Linked DNA regions of Danio rerio: region 2 is linked to region 1. Evidence: chromatin contacts called from public HiChIP or PLAC-seq data. All regions are on one chromosome and are shown on one strand. Each heading gives the region's core, a stretch centred on a gene start, on an enhancer-like site or on the middle of the called end of the contact. The rest is flanking DNA. Distances are from core to core; before and after follow the strand shown.

Region 1 (4,395 bases), core at 1,890-4,389:
CCTCTGCATACTGTAATTGAACAACTTAATTATTATATATTACTTACTACAAGATATATGCAGGAATCCTGAAGGTAATTTCAATACATTTTTAAGACTTTTTAAAAGACCTTCTCAGAATATTTTAAGACCTCATCGCCCCTTCAAGTTTTAATCAGTATCAAACCTTTAAATTAATAAACAGTTGTTAATAAACAGTTGTAGTTAAATAATTAAATGGCCAAAACGATACAGATAAGCTCTGAAAAAACGAAGTTTAAAAGAATAAATTACGCAGTTGTTTTCAGCGACAGGCTTCAGCCACGGTTTAAACTCGTCTTTCGCCAACCAGGAGTACGCAAACTTACATTTTCCCATTTTGCCATCTGTTTCGCTACATGTGAAGAGCATCACATCATCTTCCCACGTTTGTCGCAAATTACGTAACATCACCCAGACAGAGGAAAACTCTGAGAGGATGCTAGAGGATCTAATATTGCAATACATATTTTTTTTAATTTTGTGATATATATTGCGATGTGAATACAATTTCACCAGATTACTTAATATCTCTATTTGGAAATAAATTAAAATGTTAGATCCATTTGTCAGGGTTCTGCCACTCTGGTCTTGTAAATTCTTGTTTTGGTGGCAGATCTCGGACACTACCCGTGTCTGGTCCTGTTTCTGTCTCTGTGTGCGTGCTCGCCTTCGTGGGTGTACGCAGAGTGTGCGCGCTCCTGCTTGACGCGGCCGCGCGCGCCCTCTGCGTCCCTCAGACGCGTGCGCTCTTGTACTCGTGTTTGTGTTTTCGTCTGTCAGCAGCGTGGTGTTTCATTCCCAGCGTCTCAGTCTTGTTGGTTCCGGTTTTGGTCGGCGCTGGGATGAAGCATGCATGCTGCATGTGTGAGCGCACGGTGAGTGTTTTCATTCATCGTGTGCTTGTGTCTTGCGTCTTTTGTCAAAGCACGTGGCTCGGTGTTTACATTGTGGTCACGTGCTCTTGTCGTGTGCTTCAGTGTTGTGTTATGTGAGCGCATGGCTTGTATTGTCTCTCTGTGTCATGCGCTCTCCCGTCTATTGTCTTGTCCCACCCACCTTGTTATCTTGTTTGTAATTATTATTTTCACCTGTCCGCCTGTCTGTTTATTGGTTTGTCTTTCCTATTTATTCTCCTAGTGTGCTCTGTTCTGTGCTGGTCCGTTGTTGATTGTTTCCTTCCCTGTTGTACGTAATTTGCTGTTTCTGTTCAACAACAGTGGTTAAGTTGTGTGTCTGCCAAGTTCCTGATTCTTGAAGTCTAGTTGAGTGTATAACCATGTCGGGTTTTTCCCCACATGGGGAGATTTGAGTTTTGTTTTTGTTTTATTTTTTCAATAAATTCTTCATTCCCCGCATTTGGGTCCTCGCCTCCTCTTCATCACCCCCACACCCTGACACCATTGGGATGATTCTTCAGTCGGAGTGCATCTCCATAAAATATAATAAACAATCTATAACATTTTTGGGGTCCCCCGACATATTTTCATTGTTATCTGTGCTACTTGCAGTGCATTTCTGTATTTGCATGTGCTGTATTTTCATGCACGTGTTTAGTCAGAGATTGACTAATCAATGTTTACTATTTGCACCTCCATAAAATCTAATAAACAATCTAAAAACTTTTTGGGGTCCCCCGACACATTTTCGGTGCAGTCTGATCTATTTGCAGTGCATTTCTGTATTTGTATGTGTTGTATTTGCATGCATAACAACCTATAAATACAATAAAAAAAAAAAAGATACAAAGTGTCTTATTGTTTCCTGTAACAATATTCAAGTACAGTATTTGAATGATTAAAATAAGAAAAAGAAATTAATTCAATAAAATTAATCGTAGTTAAGGTCACAAATGGTACAATTTCTTATACCTGAATGCTTTTAAAATCATTATACATTTACAGGCACTAAAACACATGCAAATTATAATTTACAATACAAACTCAACATTGCGTATGCCTCTGATGTGGCTATTGCGAATGATCACATTGCGATATCAATGCTAAAATGATATATTGTGCAGTCCTAACTAAGAATGAGCAATACTTACAGCATTAATTAAACCAAGTTCAACATTTAATAATGCATTATTAATATCCAAAGTAATGCTTGTCACCATTAGTTAAGTTAACATGAACTAACAATGAACAACTGTATTTTCATTAACTATTAAAGATGAATAAATGCTATTATAAATGCATTGTTCAATGTCAGTAAACACAATAACTAATACAACCTTATACTGTAAAATGTATGTTAATGTATGTGATATGAAACAATTAGACACACTAATATGAAAATAAGCAATAATAGTAATAAATAATAACGTATAATAATAAGTATTGCTTATATAACTCGCTCATGTACAGTGTTACACTGTAAAGCATGAGTGATTAAAATGTATAGCAGTTTGGACATTGAAGCTTTAATATGTCATTTCAATATGTTATGTCTAAAATTCTCTCTCCCAATCACTGTCTTGTGTTTAGCTTTTGCTATCTTCACCAAACCTCTGGGGGTCAACACGATTTTTGATTTTGACAGCTCCACCAAAGCTCTGTGCAATAAAATGCAACTGCCAAACAGACATGACAACAAGTCTCCGAGCACATGTGAGTGACAGCCATGTGCGTCGATGTGTTATTTGGTGTCTGTGTTGATTTACCTTCATCCTCTCTCGACACTGGGACGGGGTTCTCTCGTAGCCGAGCTCTGACAGCGCTCTGGACACCCGCTCGTACATCGCTGGCCCCGGAGCCTTGCCAGAAAACACCGTCCCGGCCACCTCCAGCTGCTGCATCCGCGCCTCCGCCAGCCGCTCGTTGCCCCACACGGCGATCAGCGCGTTGGTTTCGGACGGGGTCCAGGACATGCCCCGGCAGGCGGTGAAGCTGTTGGAGGCAGAGGCCGATCCGCTTCGGCCTGCGCCCCCGGACAGCGAAACCCCGACGTTCAGAGGAGAGAATCTGTTAGGGGTGGAGGGGTTGGAATGGTATTGGTTACTGTCACTGAGATCCTCGGATTCCGGGGAAGGTACCTCGGTTTTGGGAATCTTCAGCGGCACCGATGGATCAGGAGAACGCTCAGCGTTACTGGGGGCCGCCATCTTGCTTCTGTTGCTAAGGGGAGGGGGCAGAGAGAGGAAGCGTGCGCGTGCACTCACTACAGACACGACTGACGGCTTCTTATGACAGTTTGCTATTTTTGAACTCTCTCCAAGATTAATATCGCGTAGAAATGATATAAATACGCAATATTAGTACAGCAATTTTCTAAAAGTGATATGGCTACAAACACAGAATCACTTTCTATTCTAAATTCTCTAATAATAAACAGAATAATCAAGTATATAAATCTTCTATAATTCATATTCTGTTTTTTGTTACTTTCTTATGTATTTTCTATTTTATTTTTATAACAGAAGATTACTGTCGAAATCTATTTTCTATCCTTTATGTTATATTTAGAAATATCATCACATATTTGAAAAAAAAAATAAATGTAAATGTTCTGAGTTAAAATATATAATATTGCACTTGCAAAATTATTACAGGCCAGGTAGAGAAGTTTACAGAGAAGTGAAAGTGGTGTGGACTGGGAGTGAAAGCCGATTTGGTTTGGCTTGCTTTTTTAAGTAAATGTTTTGGAAAAGAATAATTGCTGTGCGAATTTACACCCTGTTTAAAATAAAATAAAATAAAATAAAATAAAATAAAATAAAATAAAATATCGCGCTCTTGGAAAGCCAGGAATGGATCTTGCGTCGCCGTACTCACAGAATGCTTTGAGGACATGGACATCTGTTGGTCCGTTCCACTTCTATAAATAATTCATGACAGGTTTTTAAAGATCATTTCTTTCGATTTGTGTTAAAGTAACATATTTTTGACAGCATGGACTCGGTTATTTCGCTTAATACCACACCTCAAGAAGTTGTTAATATGTTGTTTCAAGACATTTGACAGGTATTTGTATCTTTCTTATTACCCTCATTCCAAGTTGCTTCCAAAATCTCAGTTTTGTAATTGAGGCGTGTGTTGTGGAGATATTAACCAAAGAGAGAGAGAGAGAGAGAGAGAGAGAGAGAGAGAGAGAGAGAGAGAGAGAGAGAGAGAGAGAGAGAGAGATTACGTGTGTGTCACCCAAGTCTGTGCATCTCTTAACAGTTTAGCAGCGTTTCTACTGTTAGCCAAAATTCAAACACAGCTTGTGCCTACACTGCTGTTCCCTAACAGGGTGTCCGCAGGGTCTTAAAAAGTCCTAAACTGTCTTAAATTTCAAAAACGACAAAAAATGTTTGGCCTTAAGGCTTAAATTCACAGAAATATTGTGTTGTATGCCTTAAATCATTTTAAACAGCTCTTAATTGTCTCTGTC
Region 2 (4,461 bases), core at 142-2,641, 99 kb before region 1:
AAACAAACAAACAAACAAACAAACAAACAAACAGGGGAGGGGGAGCAACAGACATATCAACAATTTTCAATCTGAAAGAAGAGAGAAAAAAAAAAACTTTACATGGTCATTCCTTTATATTGTCCAAAATGCTGGAAGAAAATCATTGCCATGGATGAATGGTACTAGGTCTAGCATTATTAATTTGTGCTATTGTAGCTTCACAAGTCACTATTTTAAGGGGGCTATGAATCCAAAATGTTTTTGCACATGTGCGGAGAAAACCAATTTTGTATTATTGCCTTCTTTGCAGCTGTAAAACCAGCAAACAACATTCTCTTCTTTAGTGTACTTGTACAGAAATTAGTATCATCATTGAGAAGACATAAACCTGAATTAGACACATAATCAACTTGTAGTAAAAAAAGGACAAAACAGAAATTACATGAGACCAAAGGTCGACAACAATTGGACATTCCCAAAACATATGAAGAAAATTACCTGAGGATACAGTGTTACAGATATGACAGCTGTAGTGAGACTGCAGTTTCATTTTAAATCTCTTATAAGGAGCTATGTATGCTCTATGTATAACTTTGAAATGGACATGGTATTTATTTCTCATTTATTTCTCAACACCTATTGTGTGTGGTTCCTTGAACAGATTAAAAGTGTTCAAAACAGGCATCAGTTCTTTTACAGCATTGATTTCTGGATTATCAATGTGAATATTAAAATCTTCAGCAATACTAAAATAGTCCAATTCAGAGGTTACAATTGATACCAGCTCTGTAAAATCATCAAAAAAAGTTGGAGAATATTTTGGAGGTCTGTAGAAAATGATCAGTAAAATGCGGGGAGCACCCTTCAGTGCTATACTCAGATATTCAAAGGACAAATAGTCACCAAATGACACTTGTTTATACTCATAGACATCTTTAAACAGGGCAGCGATGCCTCCACCTCTCCTATTAGCTCTGCAAACACTCAAAAATCAAAGTTTAAAGGAGCCGTTTCATTCAGGACCGCTGCGCTACAACTGTCATCTAGCCAAGTTTCATTTAAAAGCATAAAATCAAGGCAATTTGTGCTGATAAAATCATTGACTAAAAGTGACTTTTTGATGAGTGATCTGATGTTTAAAAGTGCTAACTTAACAGTTTTAGCTGTTTTCCCTACAGTAGTCTTAGATTTACATTTAATCGACACCAGATTTGAAAGATTTGCTATACGGCCTGAAGAACTCTTCAGTTTTTTGTCACGTAATACAACACATATCTGCGAAGAAAGCTACAGGCACACTGGGTTCCTGCTTGTTCTGTAAACATTTGATAAAGATAGGCTACTGTTATGTAAGCAGGCCCCTGACGCACACCACTGAGAGTTGTTTTGTTCACCAGCTGAGGATGGAGCGTTGTTTGGGCCCTGGCTGTGTGGCAAAAGTCTGAGGGCTCTTCCGGGTGGGCTGAGAGGTGGTTGTGGAGCAGGCCGCTTTAGAGTGTAGCAATAGAGTGTGAAAGTTTAGCTCCAGCAGATACTCGTCCCTCCATCTTTAACATGTTTTTAACACAAAACATTGATCTGAGCTGTAATAATTTTTAGCTCCTTAGTTAAGCAAAGCTGACAGAAACAAAAAAGCGGCCTACACTAACCTACATGCTTATTTTTCAGGCACAAGATGGCGACAAACCACCAAGAACAACAGCATGAACGATGAGCAACACTAACCTACATGGTTATTTTACAGTCACCAGATGGCGACAAACAGCCAAGTACAACAGTGTGAAAGATAAGCATATAAATATAATAAAGATAATTCGAAGTACCTGGATGAGCCTATATTTTTATTAGTTCATGGAATAACTGACCAATCAGAATCAAGTAAGGATCTTTTGCTAGCATATTGTTAGTGTGGCTACAATTTTTTAACAGGTTGCTAGTATGTTTAACAAATCGCTAACATGTTTAAAATTGTTTTTAGCATGTTTCTAACCTGTTTAGAAAGTTGTTAGCATGACAGAGTTTTGACAGAAGTGTAATGATAAAAAAACAGTACATACATGTGATGACCTCCAGGTTGATGTAGCAGGTCTCCTCTCCTGCAGAGTTGGTTGAAGTGCACACATATTTCCCTGACATGTTACTGCTTAGGTTGTTCAGTTTTAAAGTTCCTGCCGTTTCATCTGCAATAACACCAAAGCGTGAAGTTAAAGTCAAACTTACACGCTAATACAAATAACAACGCATTTTTTTAATATTAAACAGAGATCAGAGGGTAACAGTAGCTGATAATTCCACTGATGACTCTAAAATTACATAATGGTCGACAAATATATGGTTTTAAAGTTTAATCTCGGCTCAAACTGTTTCCCCGTCATGCTTAAAGGATTAGTTAGTCGAGGCAAAGATGAAAATCCTAAAATCATTTACTCACATTCATGCCGTTCAAAACACACATCACTTTATTCACTTTTGTTTTAAGCAGGAATTTATTATTTTGTTTTTGTTTTTTTCAATTGAAATTTTCAGAAAGGACTTGTTTTAAGACATCATAAATTGGCCAGTGCTGTATTCCAAATCTGAAGTCACATGGCTAATATAATGTTTTAGTGTGTTTTTCATATATAACTGTATGATATAAAAATCCCCATGCATTACAACATTACAATAAGGTGAGTGCATTTTAATTTGGGTGAAAAATTAAGTAGACATAAAAGTAGACAGACTCACTCAATGCAGGAGAGAAGAAGACCTCTGATGTGGGGCTGGTTTTGATCCACTTGTATTTGGGGGCCGGTTTACCCTCATTGGAGTTACAGGAAAGAGTAATGTTTGCTTTAAGGACAGGCTTTTCTTTAACCTTACACACCGGTATAGAAGGAGGTACTGAAAGAGACAGAATGGGTCATATTGTATGCATGTGTATTCATGATCATATTAACATCCAGATTGTAATGTTTTAGGACACCCACATTGAAATGATTGACACTTTCTATCCAAACTTTCTCTTTCTGTATACTTGATATCCATTTTTGGCTAAATGCTTTCAGTAAATTGTTACGTTATACAATTTTAATTTGGCCACATTCAACAAAGTCATCATATTCTTTTTATAGAAGTGTTGCCACGTACAACTATTATAAGCTTTTTTTGTATTTGCTTTATAAAGCAATACATTTTCTGGAGAAATTAAAGTGTTGTTGTTTTTTCCCCTGTAGCATGATCTGGAAACATGGATGAGTTTAGACTCACTGCCTTCCACTTCACTTTTAGACACACTTCCCATCATGCCCTAAGCACTTCCCCATTAGGGAAATGTATTGTAAAGTATGCTCCACTTTATCAAGGGAATGATTTATTCTAGGGTTATTTGGCAACACAAATTAGTCAACACTCATACTCCTTCCCCTATGGTTTTGTGCTGTTCTACCAAATCTGGCAACACAAATAACTGTTGGTTGACTGTGATTTCCTGTTGGCTTTTCTAGTATGATCTGGCAACATGAATGTGTCAAGACTCATACCCCTATACTTTGATTTCTTGCTGTTTTATCTACATGATTTGGCAACACAAAAAAGTCAACAAGTGTACCTCAATTTAATTAATTATAGTTTTTAAAACACCTAGCAACATAAAAGGGTTAATCAAACCTAGTTTACCTAATTTCTTATTGTTTTTTTTCCTAGTATGATCTGGCAACATGAATATATCAAGACTCGTACCCCTATTCTTTGATTTCTTGCTGTTTTATATAGTATCATTTGGCAACACAAATAAGTGAACAAGTGTACCTCAATTTAATTAATTACAGTTTTTAAAACACCTAGCAACATAAAAAGGTTAATCAAACATTTAAGTGTACCCCTTAAATTAATTATTTACAGTTTTTTTTTTAAATGTCTAGCAAAATAAAAGTGCCTACCTAGTTTACATAATTTCTTATTGTTTTTTTTTTTTTGTTTTTTTGCTGGTATGATCTGGCAACATGAATGTATGAAGACTCTTGCCCCTATTCTTTAATTTCTTGCTGTTTTATTTAGCATGATTTGGCAACACAAACAATTTAAAATGCACCTCATAAATGTAATTAAATCATTGTTTTTAAATGTCTAGCAAAATAAAAGAGTCAATCAAACCAAGTTTACCTAATTTCTTATTGTTGTTGATTTTTATTTTTTTATATATTTATTTTTTGCTAATAAGATCTGGCAACATGAATGTGCCAAGACTCGTAACCCATTCTTTGATTTCTTGCTGTTTTAGCTAGCATGATTTGGCAACACAAATAAGCAACATGTGTAACTCAATAATTTAATTAATTATTTTTTTAAAATCCCTAGCAACACAAAAAAGTCAATTAAACCTAGTTTACATAATTTCTTATAGTTTTTTTTTTTTTTTTTTTTTGCTAGTATGATCTGGCAACATTAATAATTCAACATTTGTACTATGATCCTTGTGACTTCTTGCTGTGTTTTTTC

Evidence for each region. HiChIP or PLAC-seq counts read pairs in DNA pulled down with a chosen protein or histone mark.
Region 2: a contact with region 1 is called in an H3K4me3 HiChIP or PLAC-seq map of embryo, with 5 times the contacts expected there. The contact joins the enhancer-like site here to the promoter of si:ch211-80m8.2 in region 1. A contact is called at or near these places in 5 of 18 Hi-C or Micro-C datasets (caudal fin, embryo, hematopoietic stem cells and 1 more) and 2 of 4 datasets of contacts at active chromatin or transcription factors (embryo and gastrula embryo).

What each region holds. Positions count from the first base shown.
Region 1 is chr10:36,619,060-36,623,454 of GRCz12tu, reverse strand. si:ch211-80m8.2 reads right to left here and starts at 3,139. Exons shown (of 4, transcript XM_001339696.6): 1 at 2,684-3,139. The coding sequence starts at 3,124.
Region 2 is chr10:36,716,346-36,720,806 of GRCz12tu, reverse strand. esama (endothelial cell adhesion molecule a) reads right to left here. Exons shown (of 7, transcript NM_001115066.2): 4 at 2,710-2,865; 5 at 2,040-2,162. Among named protein-coding and RNA genes, the nearest start is that of fez1, 60 kb to the left of the region's middle. Within about 2 kb of position 1,391, at least 9 of the 62 cell types and tissues checked have an H3K27ac peak or open chromatin away from gene starts, as enhancers often do.